Regions from separate parts of the Mus musculus genome. Here region 1 is linked to region 2. A link is a contact called in public Hi-C data. All regions are on one chromosome and are shown on one strand. Each heading gives the region's core, a stretch centred on a gene start, on an enhancer-like site or on the middle of the called end of the contact. The rest is flanking DNA. Distances are from core to core; before and after follow the strand shown. Region 1 has its middle 5.2 kb from the start of Gm30160. Region 2 overlaps Fn1 (fibronectin 1).

Region 1 (5,833 bases), core at 1,963-4,462, 88 kb after region 2:
TTTGATTTTTCTGCATTTTCAGTGTTTCTTCAAGTAATCGTTTATTACAAGTGAAAACTTTGTACTTAAGAGCCCTATATATTTTTCATTGTCTTTTAAAAGATTTGTTCTTATTATTTTAAATTTGTGTGGGTGCGCTCTCGCACGTGCATGCGCACGTACACACATGCCCAGGTGCCCTTAAAGCCAGAGGCACCAGATCCTTCTGGAGCTGAAGTGACAGTTGTGAGCTACCTGATGTGAAGACTGGGAGCCAAACTCACGCCCTCTGAATGATCAGTGAGCATTTAGTCTCTGACCCATCTGTCTAGCCCTAGTCTTATGTTTTATCTTGAGACAGGTTTCACAATATAGACCTAGATTGCCTCAACTATGTAGACCAGACTGGCCTTGAACTCACAGATATCTACCTTCGAATGTCTCTCAGGTACTGAGATTATAAGTATGTACCACCATACCTGGCCTTTCTACATGTTTTAAAAGAAAGCCCTTCAATACATTCTATAACATGAATCTGTAATCTGTAAGAGATTTCCTTGAAAGCTGAGCCTAGTGGCACACAACCTTAACCCAAGCACTTGGGAGGCAGAGGCAGGTGGATCTCTGAGTTTGAGGCCAGCCTGGTCTGCCAATCAAGTTCCAGAGCAGCCAGGGCTGCACAGAGAAACCCTGTCTTGAAAACACACACACACACACATTTTCTTAGATATCAAAAGGCTAAATTTGGTTCAGGTAAGAGAATCTGCTGCAAGATGATATAACTAATACCATATACAGAAAACCACCCAGTGTGAGCAGTTCTCTTTCCTTCAGATGATGAATTAAATATCTAAGCAGAAGTAATAATCTCATTGATCACCCCCCAAATTCAGTGAATATTGTTTAAGAGACTAGAGAGTAACACAATCCCTGGTTTGTGTAGAAAGAAATGGAGAAGTGGAAATGTCTGAGACTGCGGTTCCTAAGCCTCTCTTGTCAGCCGCAATCCTCTATGGCTCCACTGTTCCCTAGTTGTCCTTACGTTTGGCCCACCCGCAGTAGCCCTCTTCTTACTTGAGGGAAGAACAGTATGAAGATGTTAGAGGCAGGGCATAGTAAAAGATGCCTTTAATCGCAACACTCAGGAGTCAAAAAGAGGCATGTCTCTGTGAGTTCTAGGCCAGCCAGGGCTACCTAGTAAAACCCCTATTTTATAAAAAAAAAATCTATGTTGGAGAAACAAATGGCCACTGCCTTCAACTCCTTTTCTCAATGTCTAAAAGCCATAGTTTGTTCTGGGTAGTGTCCAAACATTCAGGGTGTCGTTCATCCATCCATGTATCCTGCTACCTACTATAAAGAAACGTTGAGTGCCCATAGGGACCACATCATAAATGAAAGTCTTTTTCCACAGGCAAAGCAGAGAGCTATTCCACAGGCAGAAATTCTTCTCATTTGCTCTATAAAAGCCACCTCAAAAATGGGATCTGTTTGGGTCCTAACTAAGAGATAGACTAGTTTCTAGGACTGGAGACTAGCTCTCCATGACCTTCTGGTGATTTTGGTCTTCTTTCCCACCACATTTGTCTTAAACCTTTTTCTTCTTCTCTTGAGATGTTCTCATGAATGTTAGCATGGTCCTTCAAAACACATGTTCCATTCCAATGCAAATCCTATCTTAAACAATGTATCTTTTAGACAGAAAGGCTCTATTCTGTTATCAGTGCATAGATAGAGTCCTCAGCAAAGATGAGTTCTGTGAGCCATCGACTTTACCATCCAGTGTGCATCAAGCTAGTGGGATAGTAACCCAGTTCTGATGCTGCCATCGTGGAAAAGTTGATCTTCTCTTCATCAAGCTAACATAGGGATGTTCTACATATGCAATAGATTCTGCCTTTAGACTAGTTCACTGTTATCTCTTCATTTGCAAGTTGTTAAACCACTTCTATAATAGAAGTCATAGAGAAGACACTGGACTAGCTAGCAGCTCATTTTATGCCATAATTGTCTGGTTAAAATAAGAAAAGTCACATTTTTTTGACCTTCTCAGTTTATCAGATTGAGAAACACGAATTGTTATTACATAGCATGCCTGGATCGTTAGCATTTCACAATCGCTAACATTTCATTACCCTTTCTGAGTACAAAATGTCACTAGGAACATATGTGAAATATTTAGGAACCTTGCCTAAGATACAATAGAACGTGAAAAATATTAGATTTGATATTTTGAGGATAAAAGGGAGGAGGAGGAAAAAATGTCTTGTTAGATTCCAATTAGAATTTTAAATTGGTTGAATGCTGAAGTCAGTCTTGCTTAATTGAATAGAGTTTGCCATCTGCCCACCCACATCCAGTCTTTCATGTCTCCCATTTGCATTCAAACCTTTACACGATCAGTTGTATCTCTAGAGCCAGACAAATTGAGACTGAGGAGTTTATTATATGTGTTGCAGATTATTGCATAACTTCATATTATATTAAGGCAGAGAATATTGGGTTTTCTAAGCTGTCAAGCAAAGCAGATCAAATTTTCCAAGTATTTTGATCATTCTTTCCTTTTTCTGTCATCTCTGGGATTAGCTCATCTTATAGCTATGTAAATGCCTTTCTTGTGTCCACACAGTAAGTTATGGGCTTTATTTAAAAGTCACTTTCAATTCAGTCTCTGACCAGCAGGCTCAGAGCCTTTATTCAACAGTGACACTTAAAAGCAAACGGAAATAATTGCATTTTTGTTAAGATATAATTACTATTGTATGCTAGAAAGAAAATTAAAATATTTTTCTTAGTAGTCAGCATTTCTGGTGGTCATAATGTTGGCCACATAAAAGGGTTCCTATTTTACAAAAGTACTCCTTTAACACACATAAGTTCATTTAAATGAGGAAGTATGCATGGTACTAGAATGAACCACATAATATTTGAGGCAAATATTAGTGCCTGTTATCTGTATAGTGCTTCTCAGGGAGGTTCATGCTAGCAGGAGCAGTCCCTGTCAATCATTTATCTCTCACTGTTTTAACGTTGGAAGAGTTGTATATATAAACTGTTCAGTAAAATTAGCACCAATTCCTGATGGCGCTTAGAGACTATACTATGCATAACTAATATCTAGGGGAGAGGAGTGTGTGTGAGCATGTCTGTGCACACACATGCATGTGCACATGGAGACTGACAGACACTCTCACATAGAGTTTCTCAGATTCTTTCACTTTAGTGGCCTGGAGCGTCATAGTCAGACTAAGCTGGCCGGCCGGTGAGCTCCATTCCGAGGATGACAGGTGTACACTGCCCCATCTGGCTTTTTCATGTGAATTCTCTATATTGAACTCAGGGCGTCTTCATGCTTGCACAGCAAGCACTTACATGAGCCATGCCCCATACCCCATACCTAGCATTTTCTAGAGACAGTATGGATTAAAAGGAAATTTTACTTATCATTTAGAATATTAGAATATTTTCTTTATATATTTTTATTCCCTTGAGATGAGACAAAGGTCACTAGAATGTATAGAGTCCATTTATTTATTTTTTCCACTTTTGGTTCAAAAAGAAGCGCTCCCAGTTCTCAGAACAAGCAGGCTTACTTTGGCTTATGTTTTTATTTGCGCTTGTCTCCACAGCCCTCTTTGTGCCTGTTTTTCCCTTTCCGGCCCTTTTGAGTCATATGTTGACATAACTCAGTGCAAAGCCTTGGGTTTGAAGAGAAGTGGACACTAAGTCCAGGTACACAGAGATTCTTGTCTGATAACACCGCAAACACTCTGCCTGCAGACTTCCTACATTTGAGACATAATATTTTCGAACACTAATTTGCCAAGCAGGTTGGCGGTGACTCTGCCTGCCTGCTGCTGCTTGTCTGAATTAGGAAGGCTCTGTCTACCCTCTCTGACTCCGGGTTTGTTTCTCAAGTAGACACACTAATAAAGAGCTCCTTTTGAAGTAGGGAATCTAGGCTTTTTTTCTTCCCTAAGCTGTGGAGACAATTTTCAAAAGTAACTTCTTTACTTTTGATGAAACACAACTCACAGCTCATCTCAGAAAGAAAAACATCTCAAATTTTGCACTGTTGAAAATTTCAGTCCAAGAAGCTGTGTCTTTTTTTTTTTTTTTTTTTTTTTTTTTGATCATTTGATAACCTTCCCTTTCTTCTCTATGGCTTCACAGTTTGGAGGTTATAGGCACCTAAAGTCATTGTTCCTATCTGATGTTTTCAACTGTGCTCGGGTTGTTACATTTACTACTTAAGAGAGAAACAACAGGCGACATGGAGGGAAGAAAGGAAGCAACAAAGTTACCAGGCAGAGCTGAGAGCCCAAGAGTGGGAGGTGGAGGAACCAGAGGCGCTTTAAACACCAAGTTTCTTACTTTAACATGTGGAGAATTTCATGAGTCTGGTTCTTTCGTGAAACAAAATAAGCAAAATGGAAGATTTAATGAAGAAGTTTTGCATATTTAAAACTGGAGAAACAGGGGCTGAGAAGACAGCTCAGTGAATAAACAGCTTCCCCCAAAACCCACTATGCCCTGTAGTCCAGTGCTCCTATATCAAGTGAAAGGATGGAGAGAAAGAAATCTGCACTCCTGGACCAGCCTGGAAATACATAGCAGAAAACAGGAGACTCTGTCTCAAGGCAGATAGTGAGGACTGACACCCAAGGCTGACTAGATCTCCTCACACTTGTATACATTGTTTTTTGTTTTTTGTTTTGTTTTTTAAGATTTAAGGAAAGATGTGCGGGGCTGGAGAGATGGCTCAGTGGTTAAGAGCATTAACTGTTCTTCCAGAGGTCCTGAGTTCAATTCTCAGTCACCACATGGTGGCTCACAACCATCTGCAATAGGATCAGATGCCTTCTTCTGGTTTGTCTGAAGACAGCAACACCACCAAATAAATAAAATAAAAAAGATGTGCCTATAAAAAAATGCCTTGCAGGTTTCACATAAATACACACAGGCACACATATACACATATGCCCATGCATATGCAAAGGCACATGAGAGAGAGGCAGGACTTGATAAGAAGCGCATAAAAAGGCAAAAACGAAGTTTCATAGGTGATGGATTAGCTAACTGGCCACACATTGCTTGTTACCTGGCACTCGGCCCTTCTCCCATCTGAGAAATTCTTTCACTGCTGAAGTCATGGCCTTATGACGCGCCTTGCTTTGTGTTTTCTGAAATCCAGCAACTATAGTGGCAAGATGCACCTGGTCCCTTTGATGTATGGGGTGGGGATCGGGGAGAGACACTTCATAATAACTTAGCCAATGAGTGGATGGACAAATAGATGGTACTTTCCCTACTCAGTACTAGTCGTATTACAACAAGAAAACAGTTTTCAATTTGGAACGCCTCAATTTTGGAAGATCCAGAGGAGACGGAATAGTAATGCATTGGCAAACTGCACTGAAACAAAAGGGTTGAAGAGACTGGCAGCACTTAACTGGGAAAAGAGAAGAGAGGTAACCTAAGGTCAGCCATCCAGCTTTGAAGGTATGTGACACCATGTCTGCTACCAGCTGTTCTCCTTGTCCATCCGAGAAGCAGAGGCCAAGTCCTCACCCGGCATCTGCCAAATATGGGGGAAATTTTCTTGTTGGAAGGAGTGGCCACGCTAAAATGTAAATTGTTAACTGTGCAAAAACTTTTAGGCAGTTGCTTAAATGTTGGATTATGTTGGGTCTTCCTGCGTGTTTGAACACAATACTGGTGCCACAGGTAGCACTGTTCCTTATAAGCCTGTAAGGACAGAAACACGTTTTAAGAGAACAAGTATGAATGAAGGTCCACAATTCGTAGAATTTAAAATTTGTGTTCATAAATAAATGAAATCAAAACCAAAGCT
Region 2 (6,052 bases), core at 67-2,566:
TTATACACTTTCAAAATCAGTTGACAGTAAGGTCAGAAAGAGTGATTTCCGATAATAGTGACCCTGGAGAAGTTAAACATTCATGATTTTTTTTGACCCGAAAGGTTCTTTCTCTACCTAATTTGCTGAGAGCTGTGCTTTCCTGGTTGCTTATTGACAAACCAAATTCCTGCTACCTTTTGTTAGTTTGAACATCTCTACCAACCTAGTAGGAAGAACAAACAGGGCAAGGCTCAGACACGGTCTTTCAGCCATCGGAGCCTCAAAGGCTAGGCATGAGCCCTTGAGCAAAGCCTCCATTGAGATAAACACTGAGCCTGCTATCTAGGGTCAAACACTCATCCGCTTGCCCTGAAATCTCTTCTGTGTTCAATGGGTTTTTGACATTGCCCTTTTTAGAAACAGGGAACAAAGTCAACAGGTAAAACTCCCGCTAGGTGACTCTTCCTGTCCATCAGCAGATCTACCCTCAATGCTTGCAGCAAGATATATGTGAATAGACTTATTTTTAAAAGAAAAGGTCTTAAAAGAAAATAAATTTCAAAAATTGCCCTGCAAAAACTGACTGTGAACACAAAAATAAACTTCTATTCTTGGCTTGTATCATTGGAAAATCCAATCCTCCTAAATATGTGTTTTCTGAATTTATGGCTCATTTGTAATCAGATTTTTAAACTATATTAAGTTGACCAGGTGTAATGTGCACACCTGTGACCCCAGCCTTTTGGAAACAAGAGACAGGAGGCATGGTCAGAAGTTCAAGGTCATCATTGGCTACATAGTAAGTTTGAGGCCACCCAGGGCTAGATGAGACTCAAAAAGCAAAACAAAGCAACTGGATTCAATTTTTAAAAATGTTAAGTAACTCACTCTTGGTTTTGTTTTGTTTTGTTTTGTTTTGTTTTGTTTTTCGAGACAGGGTTCCTTTGTTATAGCCCTGGCTGTCCTGGAACTCACTTTGTAGACTAGGCTGGCCTTGAACTCAGAAATCCGCCTGCCTCTGCCTCCTAAGTGCTGGAATTAAAGGCATGCGCCACCACGCCCGGCAAGTAACTCACTCTTAAACCAAAGTCCAGCAAAAATGCAGGCTGCTCTGAGCTACATAGTTGCGGAAGCAATCACCTATCCTACCCTGACAATGTCTAAGGGCTGAGCGGAGGAGGATGTCCCCAGCACATAAAAACAATGAGCGTATTCTGGATATGGGAGGCATGCAACTCTAATCCCAGCACTTGGGAGGAAGAGGCAGGTGGATCTCTATGAGTCTGAGGCCAGCCTGGTCCACAAAGTAGCCAGAGTTACACAGTGAAACCCTGTCATTGAAAAACAAACAAAACATGATTGCATGAGTGGTGGACGGGTGCTCTGGGTCTCTGACTGTTAGTGAAGGACTGGAAGCAATTTTAAAGGTGGTTAGCAAGTCTCCCTTTGTCCACAGGAGAAGTTAACTAGTATCTCTCTCACAGCACAGTCAGAGCGAGGACTCACACTGCCTTGGGCTCTCATCGTTCACTTTGGGACACTCTTAGGAAGATTAGTTTAATCTTAGTATTTAATCTTAATACTTATGGAGTTAATTTATTATTATAATATTTTGTATTCTTGTGGATTATCTCCCCCCACCCCAAATCTTTTTGTTTCTGAATACAGGTGGTATTTCATGTCTTAAATTTGGGCCAGCAAGATGGCTCAGGGTAAGGTGCTCGCCTCCCACAAGCCTGTAGACCTGAGTCTGATCCCCACATAAAGAATCGTGTGTGAAGAAAGAACTTCAAAGTCCACTCTGACCTTCACGTATGTGCTGTGACCCAGTGCCCTCTCCACACACATACAGATAAATAAATAAATCATTAACGGAAATCTAGGAGTCTGCTGAAATGGCACTCATAATCAACGTGTGAATTTTAAATGTTTTCCCCAAAATGAATTAATGCCTATGGCTAGGCATGATGTCTCTATGGGAGAACAAACAACAACCAAACAAAACAATGAGAACCTAGCAATAAATATCAACAACAAAACCACAATAAATATTTTAAGGTATTCGAACGGTGTGGGTGGAGTTGACCAAGTTTCTTGGCTCCAGATTTTGTTCCACATTACATCTCACTAAACAAATGAAATCTGACACAAAGAAGGGCTTAAGATGGCAGGAAACAAATTTATGCCTCATACTGTACTTCTTGCCTTCTGTCGATGTGACTTCTCTTTAAGAAACAGAATGTAAAACTCTTTCACTTCCAGTCTGAGTTACTTTATGGCTCTACTTGAACACACACACATACACATGCACGAATGCAAGCATGCATGCCCATGTATGCGCATGTGCACACACATGTACACTCACAAACACAGGCACACACACTCACTCACACATGTACACACATGCACACGCATGCATGTGCACATACATACACACATCCACACATGTGTTTGCACAAGCACAGATACACACACACACACACACAGGACTGAGATAAAATGAACTGAAATGTTTTCACCTAATGGAGTCCTCAACTGTGTAAAATGCAAAATTGTAGCATGCACTTTTTCATAGTCTTTGGTGATTTTTCCCTGATGAAGGGTGAAATAAAACAATTTAAGACAAAAATGCAATTAACTATTAGACAGTAATATGAAAAGGGATGGGACAGAGCAAGGCCCCCACTGGGATTCCAAATAGTAGCATAGACTGGCATCCATGGGTCTGCTTCTGTCTCAGAGCTACTTACCTGGGTAGGTCTGCAGAGGTTGACAGTGCCACTCCCCGATGCCACGGCCGTAGCAGTAACACTGGTATCGGACACCATGCACAAACTTCTCCCAGGAGTCACCAATCTGGTAAAATGTCCGGGTCTCTGAATCTTGGCACTGGTCTAAAACAAACACAAAGAAAAGATTAAAACAGCCTCAAACACATCACTGTAGTGTGATGAAGTGTATTCTTAAAGTATGAATATAAAAATTCCAGTTCTTACAAATATAGTTAAAGTAAGTTATAAGTGTATGTGTTTGTGTGTGTGATATGTGCTTGTGTGTGAGATACGTGCATATGTTGTGTGAAACCATTTCCCCAGTCCTAAAGTAATATTTTATTCAAGTCATTTACCTTATGGGAAAATTAGTCGTTAAAATTAAAATGTACCTTTTGGGAAGGATATTTGGTGTCCTACAGGGGAAACATTGCTAAATTTAAAAAAAATGTAAAGATTAAAATTTCAGCATATAGCCAAAATCTGAAAATTAATTTTAGGAAACTAGATACCAATTAAAAGTTTTAAAACTTGCCATCTGTAAAATAAGAAAAGAACTTTGCAATGATTTCATTTTGTGTACTTCTTCGGAATTCAGTAGGTAGCTTTACATTAATGAGCTAAATTTAAAGCATGAACAGCTTTCTAAGCAAGCCTCCCGGGACCTCTCGGCTTTACAATCGCAGGCCGAACAAACTGCTGGGATCAATTTGCTGTCTCAGTAAGCAGTCTGCCTCCTTCAGTAAAGGAGTAAGAACTGATTATCTTAAACTTTGGATTTGGGGAATAGGCTCCTTTTAATGTTGATCGCTCAGTGATGGCCCAGCCCTATCTATTTATCTACTTATTGTACAGAGAGGCAAAAGCTGAAGTGTTTTGGCCGGAGGCAGGCATCTACTGGCTGAGTCCTATACCCATGTTTCTTTTCTGCAGTCAGTAACGAAACTTCCTTTGTCATGACTCAGAACCAACAAAGCTAACCCCACTCACTCACTGCAGTAAAGCCACCCTTGTTACCAACACATTTGCAAGGCTCTCTGCAGACTGATGGATGAGGCAGGTTTGGAGAGAAGGAAGTCTGGCGATACCAAATAGCTTTCCTTATCTGCAAGTGGCCAACCAACCAACCAACCAACCAGCCAACGTCCTCGGTGAAAACCAACCAAGCAGAGGCGGCCACTTACCAATGGGGTCACACTTCCATCTGCCCCGGCCCTGACCAAAGCAGGTACAGTTCAGCATATGTCCCTCCTCGTGACGCTTGTGGAACGTGTCGTTCACATTGTAAGTAATGTCATCAACGATGCACTGGTCTGTCCAGGGAACAGTTGGGTGAGTGATAAGCTTTGACTAATGAAATCAAAAGAAACTGCATTTTTTCAAGGCAGTCAGTTCTACTGCTGGATTTAACACCTGCTAAAATACATTTTCTACTGGCACAGAATAATCTTTTTTTCAAAGCTTAATAATATTAATTTTTACTCCCCTCTTATTCTGACTAATAGACTTGTAATTGTCAGGGATTACAGTCCATTAAACTAAAAGCCATGGTAAAATATAGTTTCCTGTGGAGAAACTAATTTCTCAACAAAGGCATGCCTTAGTTCCTCTAACATCCTCATTTAGTTGATGATTTTAGTTAAATTTTTGGTTGTTACCCTAAGACGAAGAGAGAAATTTACATAGCATACACCACCATGTGGTAGTCTCCTTTCTGGGATGGAGAGCAGTGTGCGCTGGTTGGGTTTTACCAACTTGACATAATCTACACAGATCTGAGATGAGAGAATCTCGATTGAGAAAACTGTCTGCACAACACTGGCCTGCAGGCCAGTCTGGGAGGAACTGATTTGATGAGTGGTTAACTGGAGGAGGACCCAGTCCATGGCAGGCAGGTAGTGTTACCCCTGGGCAGGTAGTCCTGAGCTATATAACAAAGGAGGTTGAACAAGTCAGGGGAGAGCAAGCCTGTAAGCTGGGCTCCTCGGTCTGTGGGGCCTCTGCTGCTTCAGTTCCTACCTCCAGATGCCTGCCTTGACTTCCTGCCCTGACTCTCCCCAGTGATGGACTGTGGCCTGAAAGGTGTAAGCTAAAATTAACCTTTTCCTCCCCAAGATGGTTTGGTTTGGTTGGGTTTGGTTTGGTTTTGCTCATGGTGTTCCACAGCAATAGAAGCCTAAGACAGAAGGTAATTGGATCTGGGAAATACAATGACATCTGTGATGTTCAGAAAGTTTTAGAATGTAAATCAATGCTGTTCCTCACTCAATGAGAAATCCCGAATAAGTTACATTCTATCTTTGGGACCCCATTTTCTCATCTGTCAAACTAAGGGCTGTTTTGCATGTCTTATTAGTTTTCCTCCTGCTCTGGAATGTTCTAAGTAACAAAGAGGACTCCCAGATATCTCTAGCCATTGGACACCATTAAAGGAATCAATGTAGGGCGCACTGTTTATGGACTGGCTATGGGAACTGTTTACCCACTGAGTTCCACCTAAATGTTACTTTTCCAATCAAAGAAGCTGAAATTGCTTTAATACATTAACAGCTCCTCCTATCACACATCTGAGTCCAAAGGGGAAAAAAAGCTGATTTGAAAAAAAGAAATTAGTCTGAGGATGTGATGTATTCATCACCTTAAATTTGACAAATAGAAAATATCCATCCATTCCCGCCCCTCCCACCCCCCCCACCCCCCCCACCCCCGGCTTGGAGAAATGATACCATCTTCTCTAGACATAAACACGGGCAGAACCTTGAGCTAAAAGGATTTCAAATATTGATCTCTCTTTGGGAAAGCCATCCTTTTGGCTCAACCTAAATGCTTACATCCTGAGAATATTTCCAGAGCCCTAGAACTATTCAACTCACTCGCCAGCTTTTCTCAGCGGGCTCCTGGAATCAAGAGACCTCTTCAGCACAGCGGGTGAGTGGATAGCTACACACTGCATGCTTCCCTCTCTGCTTTTGCAACTACAGGCTTTCACACAAACTCTCTGGTCAACACACCAGCATACCTCGGAGCTGGGAGTAGGGGATGCAGGCCCATTCTCCACGACCGTTCCCCACACACGTGCACCTCATCATGTGGCCCAGGTCATGCTGCTTATCCCACTGATCCCCAATGCGATACATGACCCCTTCATTGGTTGTGCAGATCTCCTCGTGGGCTGGTTGGAAATGGAGGAGAAACACTTGGTAAACAGCCATGGAATACAAATGGATAGTTATGTGAAGATAGCAGTCTTGTTTGATAATCCTGACAATTCTCTCTCCTTTGGGAAGAAGACTTGCATG

Evidence for each region. Hi-C and Micro-C count contacts between places; a contact is called where the count stands out from the background.
Region 1: a contact with region 2 is called in a Hi-C map of liver, with 2.6 times the contacts expected there. The contact joins two enhancer-like sites. A contact is called at or near these places in 1 of 484 Hi-C or Micro-C datasets (liver), 2 of 115 datasets of contacts at active chromatin or transcription factors (embryonic stem cells and pancreatic cancer cells) and 3 of 9 other capture datasets (adipose tissue, embryonic stem cells and pancreatic islet).

Annotation. Positions count from the first base shown.
Region 1 is chr1:71,720,314-71,726,146 of GRCm38.p6, forward strand. No RefSeq gene overlaps it. Among named protein-coding and RNA genes, the nearest start is that of Gm30160, 5.2 kb to the right of the region's middle. Within about 2 kb of position 3,213, at least 28 of the 459 cell types and tissues checked have an H3K27ac peak or open chromatin away from gene starts, as enhancers often do. A contact at or near this core is called in liver, where this site is marked.
Region 2 is chr1:71,634,520-71,640,571 of GRCm38.p6, forward strand. It overlaps Fn1 (fibronectin 1), which reads right to left. Exons shown (of 46, transcript NM_010233.2): 10 at 5,773-5,925; 11 at 3,938-4,066; 12 at 2,733-2,876. Among named protein-coding and RNA genes, the nearest start is that of Fn1, 16 kb to the right of the region's middle. Within about 2 kb of position 1,317, at least 13 of the 459 cell types and tissues checked have an H3K27ac peak or open chromatin away from gene starts, as enhancers often do. A contact at or near this core is called in liver, where this site is marked.